Regions from separate parts of the Mus musculus genome. Here all the other regions are linked to region 2. The links are chromatin contacts, called in public HiChIP or PLAC-seq maps. All regions are on one chromosome and are shown on one strand. The core of a region is the stretch at or near the end of the contact, and the rest is flanking DNA. Distances in the headings are between cores, read along the strand shown.

Region 1 (2,700 bases), core at 161-2,660, 210 kb after region 2:
CACAGATAGCTTCCCAGGTCGTCTTGGCAGCATTATGAAAGATAGTCTCGTTCTTCTGCTTCCTTTATGTCACCAGTGTGCCTGTCAGTAACTCTTCATTTCTTTATCTTCAGTGACCATTTCCTGGCCACTCATTAGACAGCCACTCCTTGATTTTCCAAACAGCCTTTGCCAAACTTAAGCCTTTCTGCTTTTGTTCTTTGAGGTCATTGGCTTCTTTGGGTGTTTTCTGATATTTTTGTTGCTGGGTTTTGGTTTTGGTTTTGGTTTTCGTTTTGGTTTTTTACTTCAGTAAATATCCTTCTATGTGTCTCCTTACACATTCATTGTATTCTTCTCAGTAGTGAAATTATCTTGACTAATTGTCATTCCTCTAGCATCTCTCTTCAGTAAACACCTAGCAGCCTGTTCTGTGAGGCTTTGCCCATGAATGCCCAGCAGCTTGCCACCAGTGGATGGCCTGGGTGATTGTCTCCTCCAGGAGCCTGGAAGCCCCATGGCCTCAGTCCCTCTGCAAGCACAGGAGCCAAGGGAGCAGGGGTTCTTTCCTCAGCCCCGAGACCACCAGGTCTGCAGCCTCCCACTGCCAGGCTCCAGGGCTTCCGTGTAGGTCTCTTGCTTGAGAAGGTTTACGGAGCCCCTCTGGCCAGCTTCCAGGGAACCAGGGATTCAAACAGTCCTTCCCCAGAGGGAGTGCTTTTGTTCTGGACACTCCACGGAAGAAAATGTGCCTAAGGTACACCAGGAAATTGTATCTAGCGAGCATTTCCCCCAATTTCCAGGACTCTTTTTAAAATAAGTTTTAGAGTTATCTTTATTCTTAGACTATTTCAAAGGAGTACAATGATTCTTGATCCTATCTAACCAAAACTGCCCCTTTGCATTTTCTATGTTACTCTCTAAAGCACCCTCTTCTGTGTTACTTACCAAAGTGGACACTGACCCTACTCTCTAGGATCCTCCTATCGGGGCGAATCATGAAAATACCTGACTGGAAGTGACAGCAGAAGAGGGTCAACTCATAACAGGTGGTCAGCGTGGCTGTTCCGTAAAAGAGCCGCTCTTCCCCTCTCACAGTGTGTTTAGTGAATCCTGAGATCTGCCTACTGAGTTCTTCTCGAATTTTCAGTCCCCCTTTGTTTATATGTTGGAAGCTGGTTGAATGTGGGTGTCACTTGGGCCCCTTTCTTATGCTCATGATTTTTTTTTTAATGGTGTTTCGTTCCTCTTAACAGTTTTTCCTGATTAAAATTATTTTAGTGGTTGGTTTCTTTAAGCCACTGAAGAAGCTTTGTAACGTATGATTTGTCTCTTAATGTCTCATTTCATTTGTTACTTTGAAGAAAACACAAGATGACTCATAACAAGACTTCCTGTGTAACAGTGGGCAGGAAGCTGGGCAGGGATTGGTACCCATTATCACTGTAGCTTTCTGTTTGTCTTTAGAGGGGTGAAGATCTGAACAATGTAGTGCCCCCGTGCCAACTCAAATTGTCTCTTTTCTCCCCTTGAAGCATTGCTATGGCAACAAAAGAGAATATGACTTCCCAGAGAGGAATGCTCAAGTCAATTCACAGCAAGATGAACACTCTGGCCAGTATCCTTTGTGAAATGTTGGTGGGGTGAAGGGCTTGTTCTTTTTGTTCTCCGTTTTATTGGGGTAGAGGTGCAAATTATGCACACTGGTAGAGCCCTTAGCAATTGAATCGTGTGAGGACTGCTTTACTTTGTGATAAACTTATGTTTAACACTATTTCTAGAGAACAGCTCACCAGAGATTTCATTATAGATATTTATATTTACAAAAGTATTCACAAATTATTTTTGTCCTTAAAAGCTCTGACTCCACATTAGTATTCCCTGCATGTGTTCGTGACCACCCCGCCTCACACTGTGGTTTAATTGCCACTTTGGAGGATGTCAGTTGTAGGCAACTGGAAGGGGCGGGGACACTGCAGGTGTGCTGTACCTGTTGGTAGATTGTGACTACACAAGTCCCAGGGCGGAGGAGAGGCTCCACTTGTCAGTTGTGACCTCTGCTTTAAAGTTTTAGCTTCTCAACTTAAAGTAGATAAGACTGCACCAGAGACGCTCAGGGGTGGGGTCTTCCCAGATGACTGTGAGGAGGAACTTGGGATTTTCAAACGGTGAACATCGTCTGGTCCGTAGTAGTTTAAGGGCACTCTTACCCTGAGATCTAATTGCCTAAGAAAGAGGATATCCCTGGCATTGCTTGGCACTTTCCAGTCCTTTGTCAATGTTGTTACTAGTCAAGTGTAAAAAGCACACATCCCAAACCACGTGTGCTCACACATGCTGGGCAGTTTACACAGCACACTGCCTTACCCACACTGCGTTCTCTCACCCCATAGAGGGGACAGAGTGGGGACTTTTTGATTTTTTTTGCAGATAAAGAAGTAGGCTCAAGAAAGGGGCCTGGCCCATATCCACAGGGCCAGGACAATTTGGCAAAGTGGAGATTCACATTTCAAATTCCCATGATCTTTCTTTCTTTGTGTGCATTGCATGTTTCTGTGGCACGCATGTGGAAGTCAGAGGCCAACCTCAGACACTAGTCCTTGTCTTCCACTACTGTGAGACGGGGTGTCTGCTGTTCCTTTGCTTACCCCAGGCTGGCCCGTAAGCTTCTCCCCGTAGGAAAATGAGGACTGCAGGTGCTTGCACTGTGCGTTGACATTT
Region 2 (2,700 bases), core at 11-2,510:
TTTGGACTTTAGGGCAATTCTGGGACATCTCCTATGGTATGGATATTTTTCCATTAATTATTAATTATTTGGCACAGGCCAAATCTGTTAGTACATAGCTCATCTTTTGCTTTAGGTTTATCTGTCTGCAACTTGATAAGCTGTTTCTCTCTTCTGCTACTTCTAGATGAACTGTTAAGATTAAAACTGCACGAGAACAAACCGCACACATCCAACATCACATAATATCAAAACATGATGATATGCATTCAAAGACCACCATCTGTCACGTTAGGAAACAAACTAAATGCTAATAGGCCACAGAACACTGAAGCCACCACACAGGTGATGTTCTTGGGCCTGCCCTTTTCTAGTGCCTATTCTCTGGCTTACTACAAGTTCTGTCAATGCTACAAAGCTCTGTTATCCCAGGGCCATTTTTAGGACAACAAAATGTGCTGCTGTCAATAAAGTAGGCAAGAAGTCGTAGACCTCACCAGAGCTCTTCTGGTTGGTGACTGGCTTGCCTTCCTGAGGCACAACGTGTTGAAACACATGCTGAGCACCCTGGACCGTGGCCCTCCTCAGACATATGTCCAGCAGATCGTGGGTGGTCCCGACATTCTGGGCAAGTACGAACTGAGGGTCAGAATTTAGTTTCTGGATCAAAGCAGATACCTTCTCCGAATTTAGTCCTGTGGGAAGATCAAACGCCATTATAATTATATCCCCTCCCAAAGAGGCTGACGGGGACAGCTTTAGGATAGGGTCACCGTAGATCCTAGATTTAACTTCGCAAGAGCATCCTGCAGAGTGCTGTACCAGAAAGCCCTCTCCCGGCATCCTCCCCGCGTGATGTCGTCTCTCTCCTGGTGCTCTCCCACCCTCCCGGAGGGCTACATCCCGGCCCTCGCCTAGGTCCGTCCCCCCCTCCCCACCCACCCCCATCCCATCCCACGGCCTTTCACGCCGCCGGGCCTCACGGGTCCGCCGAGCCCGGGAGAGGACCCGGGAAAACACTCGTGGTACCAGCGGTGCCTCACCTGCGTTGTTCATGGCGCCCAAACTGCTTCGTGGAGGAAACGTTAGTTTTCAGGGTTTTCAGGTGAGCTCTGGGGTTACACTACAGTCCGCTGCCTAGCTGGCCGGACCTGGTTCTCGCACCCTAAGCGCCGGAAGAAGGAAACCCGCTCAATGGTGGCCGAGAGAAACGGGGTCCGCGGAGGGACAAAACTCCCCCCTCGCGTTGCTGAGTCAGCGCCATCGGGGCTAGCCCCGCCCGGGGGAGGGCCGACAGGGGCGGCCTTTCAGACTCTGGGGCCCGCACCTCGGCCCGGGAGCGGCAGGGCGAAGCCACCCACGATTGCAGCCCCCACTGCCAGCATTGCTCACTCTTCGCCTCGGCTGCGCCCTCCGCCATCTGTGATCCCTCTTCCTGGCTTCAAGGGCGCCCTCCCGGGATCCCAAGCTCCTAGAGGAAGGAGGCTGAGGGTTCCGTGCTGATGAACCCAGATCCCTCACTGTCTAGCATTGGGGAAACTGACGCTTAGAACTCCTTTGAGAAGCCAGAGGAGGTTTTGTGAAGTGAAAAGGAAGTAAGGGACCCAAAATTAGCCATGGGACGGCAGATCTCAAGAAATCCACCCAAAGGCTTTTCCTGTAGGCACTTAGCTGACCAATCTGTTCATCTTTTTCAATTGCAACTTGTTGCTTAGAGTCTAGTGAGAACAAAGTTCTTGTATTTGAAAGGATTTTGGAACCAATCTCTTTCCCACCCACCCATAAGCTACTACCACGGTTCTACAAATACACATCTGCTCATTTCATCTACACATTCTGGGCTTCGCAAGGCTCATGAGTGGTTCCTATTGAGCCCAGCTTGGGCTAAGGAGAATGATTACGTCAATTTTATGCTTTTTTTTTTTTTTTTTTTTTTGCTAATATCTACAAAACCTGTAAATCACACACACACACACACACACACACACACACACACAGAGTCTTCGAGATAATTAATCAGTTTTTCAAGACGGGGCGGGAGAGTCCACTGCATAATAAAATAAGTACAAATGCACACTGTAGCCTTACTATTCAGATTTTCCATGGAGCCTAAAACCTAAGTCTTAAATTGAAAATCACCCATGGTTCAGAGGAATTCTGATGTCTGGAAAGTGCCACATGCAGACAGCCATCTGTCACTTGAGAATTCAGTCTCTGTGTCCCTGAGAGACTTAGCTAAAGACCTGCAATTCGACATAGCAACCATCTCCAAGGGAGCCCATCAACTACCCTATCCTGTGGGGCTTTTTTTTTTATTTTTTCCATTTTCTGAAGAAAAAAGAAACAAGCTACAACTCATGCTGAAAGAAATCATGGGCCCTTTCACCAAATAAATAAATAAATAAACAAACAAATAAATAAACAATAAAAATGATGTTCAAACTTCCTGCCCAATTGGACTCAGCCCAAAGAATAAAATTGTATTCAACATTTGTGGTGTAACAGGTCCTCAGCAAGTTTCTGCTGATATAAAAAAAATTAAAAACTTTAATCTTGTCATCAAGAGACTCATGATGTGGGACTGGGAGATAGCCCAGCAGATAAAAGCACTTGCTGATGATCTTCCAGGGGACCCAAGTTCGGGTCCCAACACTCAAGTCAGAAAACTGTAAGTCCAGTTCCAATGGGTCCAGCCAACACTTCCTTCTGGCTACCATGGGC
Region 3 (2,700 bases), core at 113-2,612, 150 kb before region 2:
CTCTCTCTTCTCTCTCTCTTCTCTCTCTCTCTCTCTCTCTCTCTCTCTCTCTCTCTCTCTCTCTCTCTCTCCCTCTCCTCCACCAAGTAGGAGGCTTTCTGGGCTTCTGTGATACATATATTAGGTTGCGAAGCTCAGAACTGAGAGACCCCAGGGACAAGGAAAAGATAAAAGCAATGGCAGGGATGGGAGCCTCGCCCCTCAGGCTGTAGACATGGGTGGCAGAGCACTGAGCTTGTGGTGTGGTGATGCCATCAGGATGTTGCTAGGACAGTGAGGCACTCCCAGAAGCCTAAGAGTGCCTGGGGCTCCCAGAGAATTAGTGTGCACCATGAGTAATGTGAATCCGGTTTGAAACTTCTATTTGGAATTCTATATGAGCAACAGTTCATGTCTCTGAGCTCAGTCATGGTAGCCTACATTCACAGGCACCACACAGATCTGACTTCTAAGGATCGATCGTTGAAGGGAACAAGTAACATCGGCAATCAGCAATAAAAACAACTGGATAGTGTTTACTGTTTGCTCTGTGTGTGTGTGTGTGTGTGTGTGTGTGTGTGTGTGTGTTACTGAATACTTGCTCGGTAAGCACTCTACCACCAAGCTAGACCTCCTATGCTCTGTTTACTTTTTATTTTGAAAGAGTCTCACTCAATTGCTTAGGCAGGCCTTGAACTTGTGATCCTCCTGCCTTGGGCTCTAAGTGGCTAGGGTTACAGACCTGTATCATTAAGACCTGCCCAGTGTATACTCTCATATACTTTATATTTGAGGACTTTGGAGTTCAGAGAAGCCTGTATCTGTCCCCCAGGATGCCTAGCTTCAACCTCAGTCTCCCTGGCCCTACCCCCACCTTTAGTCTCTGGTTCCTCCTTTGGGGGAGAACTAACATCTATAATGAACTCCAGCAGACCAGTTTGTCTAATTGGTATTCTCCCTGTGACCTTGTTCCTCTTTGACCCCGCCAACTTGCCAGCCCCTCCACCTAGAGCTTAATGCCAGGATTCCTTGTGTTCCTGAGTGATGTTCCCCTTCTTGGACAAGGACATAGGCACCCACCGATCTTCAATCCAGTCCCTCTGACATAAGGAATAAGCATAAGGGACAGGCCTTGCCATTCTACACCCTGCAGGTGTGTGTCCTTAATAAGCCCATCCCCCAATCTGGGGAGCTGCTAAAGGCTCCTGTGGCAGGACACAATGCCTCAAAGGAATCTCTTTAGACTCTGCCTCAAATTTGCCTGTTAGAGCCACCTGCTCTGCTCAGAACACATGCAAATTTCCACCACTCGCCCAGTCTTTGAACTCTAGCCTTTCCTTCAGCATCCTTGACCACGGAAATACTGCGTTTTGCTTTCCGATAGTGCCCTCGTGTGGCAGAAATCAGAACTGCAAGTTATAGACCGGGACGCAGCCAGAAACCAACAATTGGCAGGTTTCCCTTTTGAAACTAACAACCTTTTAGTGTTATCAGTCTCTGTAGCAACCAACAAAGCTATTAGGTCACCGGGATATATCAGTCCCCTCTCATTTAGATAAAATTCTATCAGGAAATTCTAAGTTCCATTCTTGAGAAAAGAGAAAGCATTCTTTGGGTGCATCTTTCTGTTTGTGTCAGGAGAGGACCCTTGTGGCAGGGGCAATCTATTATACAAAGTTTGTGTGGCCTTCCTGCAGCTTTGAAAAAAAAATCGCCAGGCGTGGTGGCGCACGCCTTTAATCTCAGCACTCAGGAGGCAGAGGCAGGCGGATTTCTGAGTTCGAGGCTAGCCTGGTCTACAAGGTGAGTTCCAGGACGGCCAGGGCTATACAGAGAAACCCTGTCTCGAAACAAAACAAAACAAACAAACAAACAACCCCCCCCCAAAAAAAAAAACAGGCTATGTTAAAAAAAAAAATCTCTTATTCAGGAAGCATGAGATGGTACCGGCAATATCTGCAGGTTCTCTCCGAGATTGGACATGCCGGGAAGAGCATAGGATCTGGAGTGTGGTTGATAGACACCCCACCCGGGAAAACTGAGTGTCCCTTTCCCAGCAGGAACCATCTCCAAATAGCTTCTTGGTTAGGGATGGAACTTTGTGTCCGCTTCCCCTTCTCTGTGCTGGGATTTTGTCTAGCTTGAACGTGTCACAGTCTCTGTGAGTTCGTACGTGTAGCAACCTTGTCGGGTCTAGAAGACGTTGTTCCTTGGCTTCATCCCCCACCTCTGGCTCTTACAGTCAGTCTGTCTGTCTGTCTCCTCTTCCACACAGACCTTAAGCCTTGAGGGGAGGAGTTCGATAACAGTGTCCCATTCAGGACTGACAGCTCCAAAGTCTCTCACTGGTCGTCCTTACCCAATAGCAGTTACCTTTCTCCTGGCTTTTCCTTAAGTGCTGGGTCTAGGACCGAGGGTCCCACACTTAGCTGAGCAAGCCCTTGACCTCTGTGCCCTCCTCCAGTAGTGGTTGTCTGAGGAAGAGGATTTTATGTCTGAAAACGTTTTCACTTCATCACTCGTACTTGATTTGAACTTTGCCGGGGAAAATCCTTTTGAAGACATTTAGGAGTTTTGGGGACTCAGGAGGTTCTGTTTGACTTCCTCTCTCTCTGTCACCAGATTGGGGGAAACTCTTTAACCAGAGACACATTGATCCATTCATTGTCTGTTTTTTGTTTTGTGTGTGTGTGTGTGTGTGTGTGTGTGTGTGTGTTTTAA

The links. HiChIP or PLAC-seq counts read pairs in DNA pulled down with a chosen protein or histone mark.
Region 1: an H3K4me3 HiChIP or PLAC-seq map of the 230-238 cell line shows a contact between it and region 2, with 19 read pairs. The contact joins the enhancer-like site here to the promoter of Blmh in region 2. A contact is called at or near these places in 1 of 484 Hi-C or Micro-C datasets (nephron progenitors), 4 of 115 datasets of contacts at active chromatin or transcription factors (the 230-238 cell line, effector CD8 T cells, embryonic stem cells and 1 more) and 1 of 9 other capture datasets (liver).
Region 3: a contact with region 2 is called in an H3K4me3 HiChIP or PLAC-seq map of bone marrow-derived macrophages, with 2.6 times the contacts expected there. The contact joins the enhancer-like site here to the promoter of Blmh in region 2. A contact is called at or near these places in 2 of 15 datasets of contacts at CTCF or cohesin (large pre-B cells and pro-B cells), 6 of 484 Hi-C or Micro-C datasets (the Ba/F3 cell line, DN3 thymocytes, Th1 cells and 3 more), 8 of 115 datasets of contacts at active chromatin or transcription factors (the 230-238 cell line, T-cell acute lymphoblastic leukemia, bone marrow-derived macrophages and 3 more) and 3 of 9 other capture datasets (adipose tissue, liver and pancreatic islet).

What each region holds. Positions count from the first base shown.
Region 1 is chr11:76,733,466-76,736,165 of GRCm38.p6, reverse strand. Gosr1 (golgi SNAP receptor complex member 1) reads left to right here. Exons shown (of 9, transcript NM_016810.4): 8 at 1,515-1,597. Among named protein-coding and RNA genes, the nearest start is that of Gosr1, 29 kb to the left of the region's middle. Within about 2 kb of position 1,410, at least 72 of the 459 cell types and tissues checked have an H3K27ac peak or open chromatin away from gene starts, as enhancers often do. A contact at or near this core is called in the 230-238 cell line, effector CD8 T cells and memory CD8 T cells, where this site is marked.
Region 2 is chr11:76,944,216-76,946,915 of GRCm38.p6, reverse strand. It overlaps Blmh (bleomycin hydrolase), which reads right to left and starts at 1,260. Exons shown (of 12, transcript NM_178645.4): 1 at 1,023-1,260; 2 at 477-674. The coding sequence starts at 1,035.
Region 3 is chr11:77,098,998-77,101,697 of GRCm38.p6, reverse strand. The region is part of intron 17 of Efcab5 (EF-hand calcium binding domain 5); the gene reads left to right. Among named protein-coding and RNA genes, the nearest start is that of Nsrp1, 22 kb to the right of the region's middle. Within about 2 kb of position 1,362, at least 27 of the 459 cell types and tissues checked have an H3K27ac peak or open chromatin away from gene starts, as enhancers often do. A contact at or near this core is called in the 230-238 cell line, bone marrow-derived macrophages and pro-B cells, where this site is marked.